Linked DNA regions of Mus musculus: region 2 is linked to region 1. A link is a contact called in public HiCAR-type data. All regions are on one chromosome and are shown on one strand. The core of a region is the stretch at or near the end of the contact, and the rest is flanking DNA. Distances in the headings are between cores, read along the strand shown. Region 1 has its middle 4.5 kb from the start of Mir6419. Region 2 has its middle 160 kb from the start of H2al2a.

Region 1 (3,354 bases), core at 339-2,838:
CAGGGACTTGTGTACACGAGCCAGGTGCTCTATCACTGAGTACACCCTTAGCTAAAATGAACAAAGTTTAAGCAACATAGAGGAGCTAGGATGAGCTCATTGACAGGGCCTAGTCATGGACTTCAGGGTTAATCTTTCTGAAGTTAAGAAGAGGAGACAGAAGCCGGGCGTGGTGGCACATGCCTTTAATCCCAGCACTCGGGAGGCAGAGGCAGGGGGATTTCTGAGTTCAAGGCCAGGGATAACCTTTAAAAGCCAGGCATGGTGATGAATACCTTTAATCCCAGCACGGTGGAAGCAGAGGCAAAGGACCTCTCTGAGTGCCAGTTTGGCCTATGTAGCAAGTTTTAGAGCAGCTAGAGGTACATACTAAGACCTGGTATCAAAAAAGAAGTACAAATATGTATATTTACTTATTTTACTTATACACACCCAAATGGTTAAATTTGTAGAATTTTAAAGTAGCAGTAAACAAGTAAGTGAGTAAAGTTACCTTTAAAATCCATAGGCAACTTTCACAAACTTTAAGGCACTCTATTGATGATTAAAATACATTAGCATCTCTCTTTGTGCTCAACGTCTTGAACCAAGAGCAATCACACTATTAGGTGAACAATCCAAGCAAAAACATTCATACTTCAAGACATTTCAAGTAGCAAGTCTCAGTTGTGTGAGAAGATGTAGTTATTTGGGGCATATTTTATGTAAAATATACTCTGCTGGGAAGGCAATAATTTCAACGAGCTGGATGTTTCCTGGCAACGCTGTAGCTCCCAGCTAGGGTCGGCATCACAGTGACTGATCATTCTTCTCTCTAAGAAGCATCTAGAAAGTCTGAACTTTCTCAGGTTCATGAGGAGTTTGGGGGCGTCAGACTCCCATGTAGAGTCATCTGAGTTAAGAGTCAGGTCATGCTGTTCTCTGGCACTTTCTGGTGGAGATTAGTTGTGGGAGGGAGTCTGGTCCTGGAAGATTCCTGGTTAAGACTGTAAAAAAAGGGAGTCCAAAGTTAAAAACAACAATAGCATCCACTGTAAAGGAAGAAGCATTCATCCCACAGAGGGTGAGCTGGTTGGGATGAAGTGAGAGCCCCTGCTCTGAGCACCCAGCATCTCCAGCTTCTCCACTCAGGAGTGGTGATTTTTCTAACTGAGCAGTGTTTTTAGAAAGCTCAGAAACAGCTTCATCACCTTCTGATGTGTAAAGATGGTGCAAGAATAAGCCACGAAAGTAGGTTTGGTGAATTAAAAGACAATATCAGCCCCTCTCAGCATGTTTTGTGTTAGCTGTAGTTTATGAAGAGAAGAACAGTAAAGTTGGGGGTTTCTCTCTGCTTTCCTAGCCCCTCCCACTTACTTTTGCTGGTGGATTTGTCTCCTTGGTTACCATAGAGCTGCTCATTGGTATTCCTGAGTGTTGCTGAGAAACTCCTCATAATTGCACGGAACAGGAAAAATCTCTACTTTTAGGTCTTAATCAAGCTCAGGAACCCTTTTCCTTTTATGTGGCAGGTTTATTTCGGCACAGAAATGGCAGCTATGGCCCTGTGCTCCCCACCCCACACTTCTCACGGGTAGGGTGGCCAAACATCTGTCTTCACACTTGATGTGATGATATATCCTCTGTCCCAGTAAGGCAGCACTGGCCACTGTCCCTATCCACTGAAATCATCCTTATGATGTCAGAATCTCCATTCTGACTCTGCTGTCCTTGAACTCTTGCTCTAAGTTGCTGGGAGATGCTGAGTAAAAATTTCCCTCTAAGATAATTTCTCTACATTTCCCCTTATTTTGAAGTTGGTTCTTTGCATCAGAAGTGAGGGGACCACTCAAGAGTTTTCTGATTCAGTGCAGGCATCTGTGGTTGCTAACAGGAGAGGTGACTATAAAGACAGGGCCACCCCTTAATTTTCTGAGGTAGCTTGATATAGCATTAAAATGCCCGACTTCTTAGATCCTGGTCAATGAAACAAATTATGTCTTAGTCTGAATTTTGAAAGCAAAAGACATTAAATTAATTACATTTGAATCATCTTCATATTCATCAATTACTGCCGGGATTTCCAGGGCTGAGATTTATGTATATAGTAGATGCAATTACTCTTTTTTGGATGTCATAGATTAAATTCACTGAAAGATCCCTCTGGAGATGCCTTAGCTGCACTTTGCCTCTAGCCTCACTTCCATGGAATCAGTTTCAAGTTCAAATACGTTTTGTCTGATAAATTGACTACACATGCGGGGACTAAAGAGAGCAATTAACTATGACATCAAATAAATGACTCTGTGACAAGGTGTATTCCATTTAGGACGGTGTAATTCAAAATGTGAGAAAACATGATTTAGCTAGCTGGCCTGAAAGGCAGATTAAATTAGCATGCAGGAAGAATTTGGTAATTGAAGAAATACTAACATTCAAGTATGTGCTGTGAAATGATTTTGTTGTAAAGTGGTGTAGTTCTTTATGTGGCTGTAGCCTAATTTGACATTTTGGGGATCTGATCTAATCTTGATCTATGATATAAGGTACCACTGGGTCAGATGAGGATGGAGGTGAGAGGTGGCTGAAGCCCTCTATGTCATAGGAAACCAATGTATTTTCTCCTTAATAGTTAGGGTGGTATGCTGTAGATATGGAGGGGTAACTTCTATACTCCATTACAATGATTGCCCCCATTCATCACATCTCCCTTTCAGGCATATATTCTTATGCTGTTGCCTCATGACTTTATAGGATATTCTGTTGGTCAAGATGTTATCACCCCATTGATGTCAGCCATGCCTTCATTATGTGACTCATGCCAGCCAATAGACTTGGAGCAGACATGATCTCAGCAGAGGTCTTGGATGTTCCTCTCTGCATAGTATGTCTCCTGGAACCACTGCCACTTACCATAGGACTACATTCTGGGTAGCTACTGATCTAGGAGAATGAGAAAACACAAGAGACAGAAATGAACTTCCTCTGAGATGTGGAGCTGAGTAGATACAATGGCTAATTTTCCCACCCATGACCAAGAAAAATAAGTGAGAGCTATTGTCAAGTCACTGGCTTTTGAGGTAGGTTTTTTTTCCCCTGTACCATAATCATGGAAAGAGCTAAATGAATATTCAAAAAATCTATATCCCTATGAAAGTTTCATTTGATGGTTAGATAAACAGGTTTCTTTTAAAATCCCTAACCCTCACACAATATGTACTCACTGATAAGTGGATATTAGCCCAAAACCTAGGATACCCAAGATATAAGATACAATTTGCTAAACACACGAAACTCAAGAAGAATGAAGACTGAAGTGTGGACACTATGCCCCTCCTTAGAAATGGGAACAAAACACCCATGGAAGGAGTTACA
Region 2 (3,376 bases), core at 678-3,177, 280 kb before region 1:
CAACTCCATTCATTGTGCTCCCAAGAATCTCAGAGCTCTTGCAAGGTTTTATCCTGAAGATCTCATCTCCGTGAAACTCAGGAGATGGCTGTCACAGGCATTCTTGTTTCTTGTTCTCATCTCAGGGAGGTAGGCCTGTTGGCTTCAGTCCAGCCCTGCCTGAGACAGCAGTTGGAGTTGTCTGTCTTACTGTGTGCCTCCACACAGCTGTGCCCTCTCAGAGGCGCCAAACTGACATTCTACTAGAAATGCCTTCAGGAGAGGCCTGTCCAGAGGGAGATGGGACAAGTCACAAACACCCTTATTTCTGTTGCTCCCAGGAAGAATTGCTTTTTTTGCATTCTCATGAGACATTCAGATCTCACAGTGACCAAAATAGACTTTTAATGCTATTACGGTTATCGTTATTATTGTTACTATTACCATATTGAGTGGCAGAGTCACCTTATTGCCCAAGCTGACCTTGAACTCCAGGGCTGATGTAATTTTCTTGCTTTAATCTCCTGAGTAGATGTGGCAAGATATTATTATTATTGTCATTGTCACTATTGTTTCAGTGTTAAGGACTGAACTCAGGCACATTACATGCTAGCCAAGTGTCCTACCACTGAACTATGTTTAAGATCTAAAATTGATCAGATATGGTAACTAAAATCCACCGAGTAGTTATAGTCTACACACCATGTAAACTATCATAAACTTGGATATAGCGTCTTAAGTCTTAATTTTTCTGAGCACATTACAAGTTGTACACTACCTCCAGATCTGTCCCATACTTTTGTTGACATCATCCTGATTTTGTAGTTATCATTCTCTTCTGAGTGGTCACAAGCTGTGAGAGGGGTGCATTTTAAATACTAAAGCTGAATTGTGGTTGGCACTAGGCCATCCTCTGCTACATACGCAGCTAGAGCCATGAGTCCCACCATGTGTTTTCTTTGATTGGGCCATTTTCATTCAAATGACCACAGATCCCAACTCACGTGCTTACAGCTTTGACCTGATACTCTTATCTTCCAAAAGTCAGGTTCTGAGTGTTTCAGAAGTAGGAAATGTTTGCGTACATGTAGGGAAATAGCTTGAGACTGATACTTGACATTAAGCCTAAGACTCATGTTTCATATATACTTTATGCACATAATCCAGATGCAAATTAATACAGTATTTTTAAATAAGTTTGAGCTTGAAACAAGGTTTGTGTTGAATGAAGACTTGTCATATCTCACGGGCATTGAACCTGTTTCACATTGTGGAGCACTGTGGGTTTTTGCATGAGTGGTGCTCAGCTTTGGATAAAGCCTAGAACTCAGTGTTCCTCTCTGTTTGGCGCTGTTATGGCCACCCTTGGGCTTGTTACTGTGACTTTGAGCACCCCAGACACAGAACTCCATCTGTGCACACAGTAGATAGAGTAGAGCAAAGTAGAAGACTCACGTGCTTCCTTCAGGACCCCGAGGACTGACTTCTCCTTTTCAGAGAACCTTTCTGGCCCCCTGACTCTGACTAGCCTATCCTGTGTTAGTTATTACATATATAGAAACTCCCAACTGGGTAATTATCTACAACTGTGCTGTTTGGAGTGTCTACACGGTGCATTTAAAGAGTGCCTTGTAATCATGGGTGTCCTGGAAAACCAGTGCTCCCGCCAGCCAATTATCACAGAATCACGGGTCTGGAAGGGATGACAGATGTTATTAAATCCAGCTCTGTCCCCAACCCAAGCCTCAGGGTAGAACCCTAAATTTATCCAGTGTGCTCTGACACAGTCTAATTTTATCTGGAAAATGAAGCATTTCTTGGAGGGAGGGTTTGGGAGTATGACCTTGAATCTGATCACTTCCTGAGAGTAAACCCTCCCACTGCCCGACTGCCCATTCTTTGAGTGAGTCAAAGCCCCAGTTTGTCTCTTTCCTTTGTTTCACCCAGAGTTTCCAGCCTTGGCACCGAAGGATGGGGGTAGGGACTTTTGTAGATGGAACACACTTCCCAGGCCCTGTGGACAGCAGGCCTCGGGCCAACTGAGTCTGGAGCTAGCAGAGGTTCATGCAGCCTGGGTCCTCAGCCGAGGGGCAGAGAACGTCTTCGTCTTTTTCTAAACCAACTGACCTGGGGCAAGCTTCTCGTGTCGCCCTCAGGACGCCAAGTTAGCGAGAGCCTCGGAAGCCGTTCCCCTTGCACGGGCTTCCGACATCAGCTCAGCGCATTCAAAGCAACATCCACCCTCTTCCAGCATTCTCCCCAGGCTGAGGGCCTTCATTCTTGGGGTTCATTTGATCCGTTTCCATAGCAACATCCACTTGTTGCATTCTGAATCTCCCATCGAGGTCCTTGCAATTTGCCAGCTAAGCCACCGATCACAGGCGTGTGCACCAGGTTAATAAGACAAAGTCTGTTTTACTTAGGCCTTCCTCCCTTTGTCCCCTTTCCATTGAGGGCAGCCTTACAAAAGACAGGGCATTTTGGCTTTCAAAATCCTGAGACCTCTGCTCATTATCCTAGACGATACTTGGACTGACTCAGTGTGCACTCCATTTCCATGCTGTCTCTGGGCAGCTGCTCTTCTGAGCAAACCATGGCAACAGCCGGGAGTGAGAGACAGGGCCAGGAAGATGGGTTGCCTTGGGCATGTGGGTGTGTGTCAAAGGTGATACACCCCTTTATTTCAAAGGTAAGACACCCAGGGTGGAAACAATTCCATCATGGTCCTCAGCATCCTTTTTTGAAGGCTAGAATTGAAGTTGGAGTCCAAAGAAAGTCGCTTTGTTTTCAGAGAATTTGGATGTTTCATGTCGGTGACATTAATCAGAGAAGCCCGGAGCTCTGTGGATTCCTGCCGCTTTGACATCTCAGATGTGTACAGACCAGAGTTAGCCACTACTTCCCCAGGGTGTGTTTAGTCTAATAGGTATAAACCAGGACCTGCAAGATGATTAGTGATGAGAGAGAAAAAAACTCTCCCCATAAGCAGAATCGCAGAGAGGAATCCGATAAGGGGATCAGCAGATCAAAGCGATCATTGCAATTGACTATCCCTCTGTACCAACTTGAATGGCATGCTTCCTGCCCACAGCAGCCTCCCCCGCTGCCCTGAGATTTGAAGCGTACGATATCTGTTGATGTTTTGCACATGTTGCTTGTTTGTTGTTTGTTGCTTGCTGCTCCTGGAAGCATGATGGAAAACAAAGAAAAGTGCTCTGGGCTAATGGAGGTACTGCCTTGTGTGTGGCCGAGACTTTAGTGAGGGCACACGGAAGGGCAGCGTTCTTCTCTTTCAGAGACGCCAGGTACGAAGCAGGAACTGACTGGAGGTGCAGAGGCAGAAGGCTTAACTTTCAGAAGAATGCCTGAATGTTCTGCTTGTCTGGTTACATTATGG

What was found. HiCAR-type assays count read pairs that join an accessible place to other places.
Region 2: a HiCAR-type map of astrocytes shows a contact between it and region 1, with 2.2 times the contacts expected there. The contact joins two enhancer-like sites. A contact is called at or near these places in 4 of 39 promoter capture datasets (embryonic stem cells, hippocampal neurons, liver and 1 more), 1 of 115 datasets of contacts at active chromatin or transcription factors (astrocytes) and 1 of 9 other capture datasets (embryonic stem cells).

Annotation. Positions count from the first base shown.
Region 1 is chr2:17,557,330-17,560,683 of GRCm38.p6, reverse strand. It overlaps a transcript of Nebl not described here. Among named protein-coding and RNA genes, the nearest start is that of Mir6419, 4.5 kb to the left of the region's middle. Within about 2 kb of position 1,588, at least 18 of the 459 cell types and tissues checked have an H3K27ac peak or open chromatin away from gene starts, as enhancers often do. A contact at or near this core is called in astrocytes, where this site is marked.
Region 2 is chr2:17,838,107-17,841,482 of GRCm38.p6, reverse strand. No RefSeq gene overlaps it. Among named protein-coding and RNA genes, the nearest start is that of H2al2a, 160 kb to the left of the region's middle. Within about 2 kb of position 1,927, at least 33 of the 459 cell types and tissues checked have an H3K27ac peak or open chromatin away from gene starts, as enhancers often do. A contact at or near this core is called in astrocytes, where this site is marked.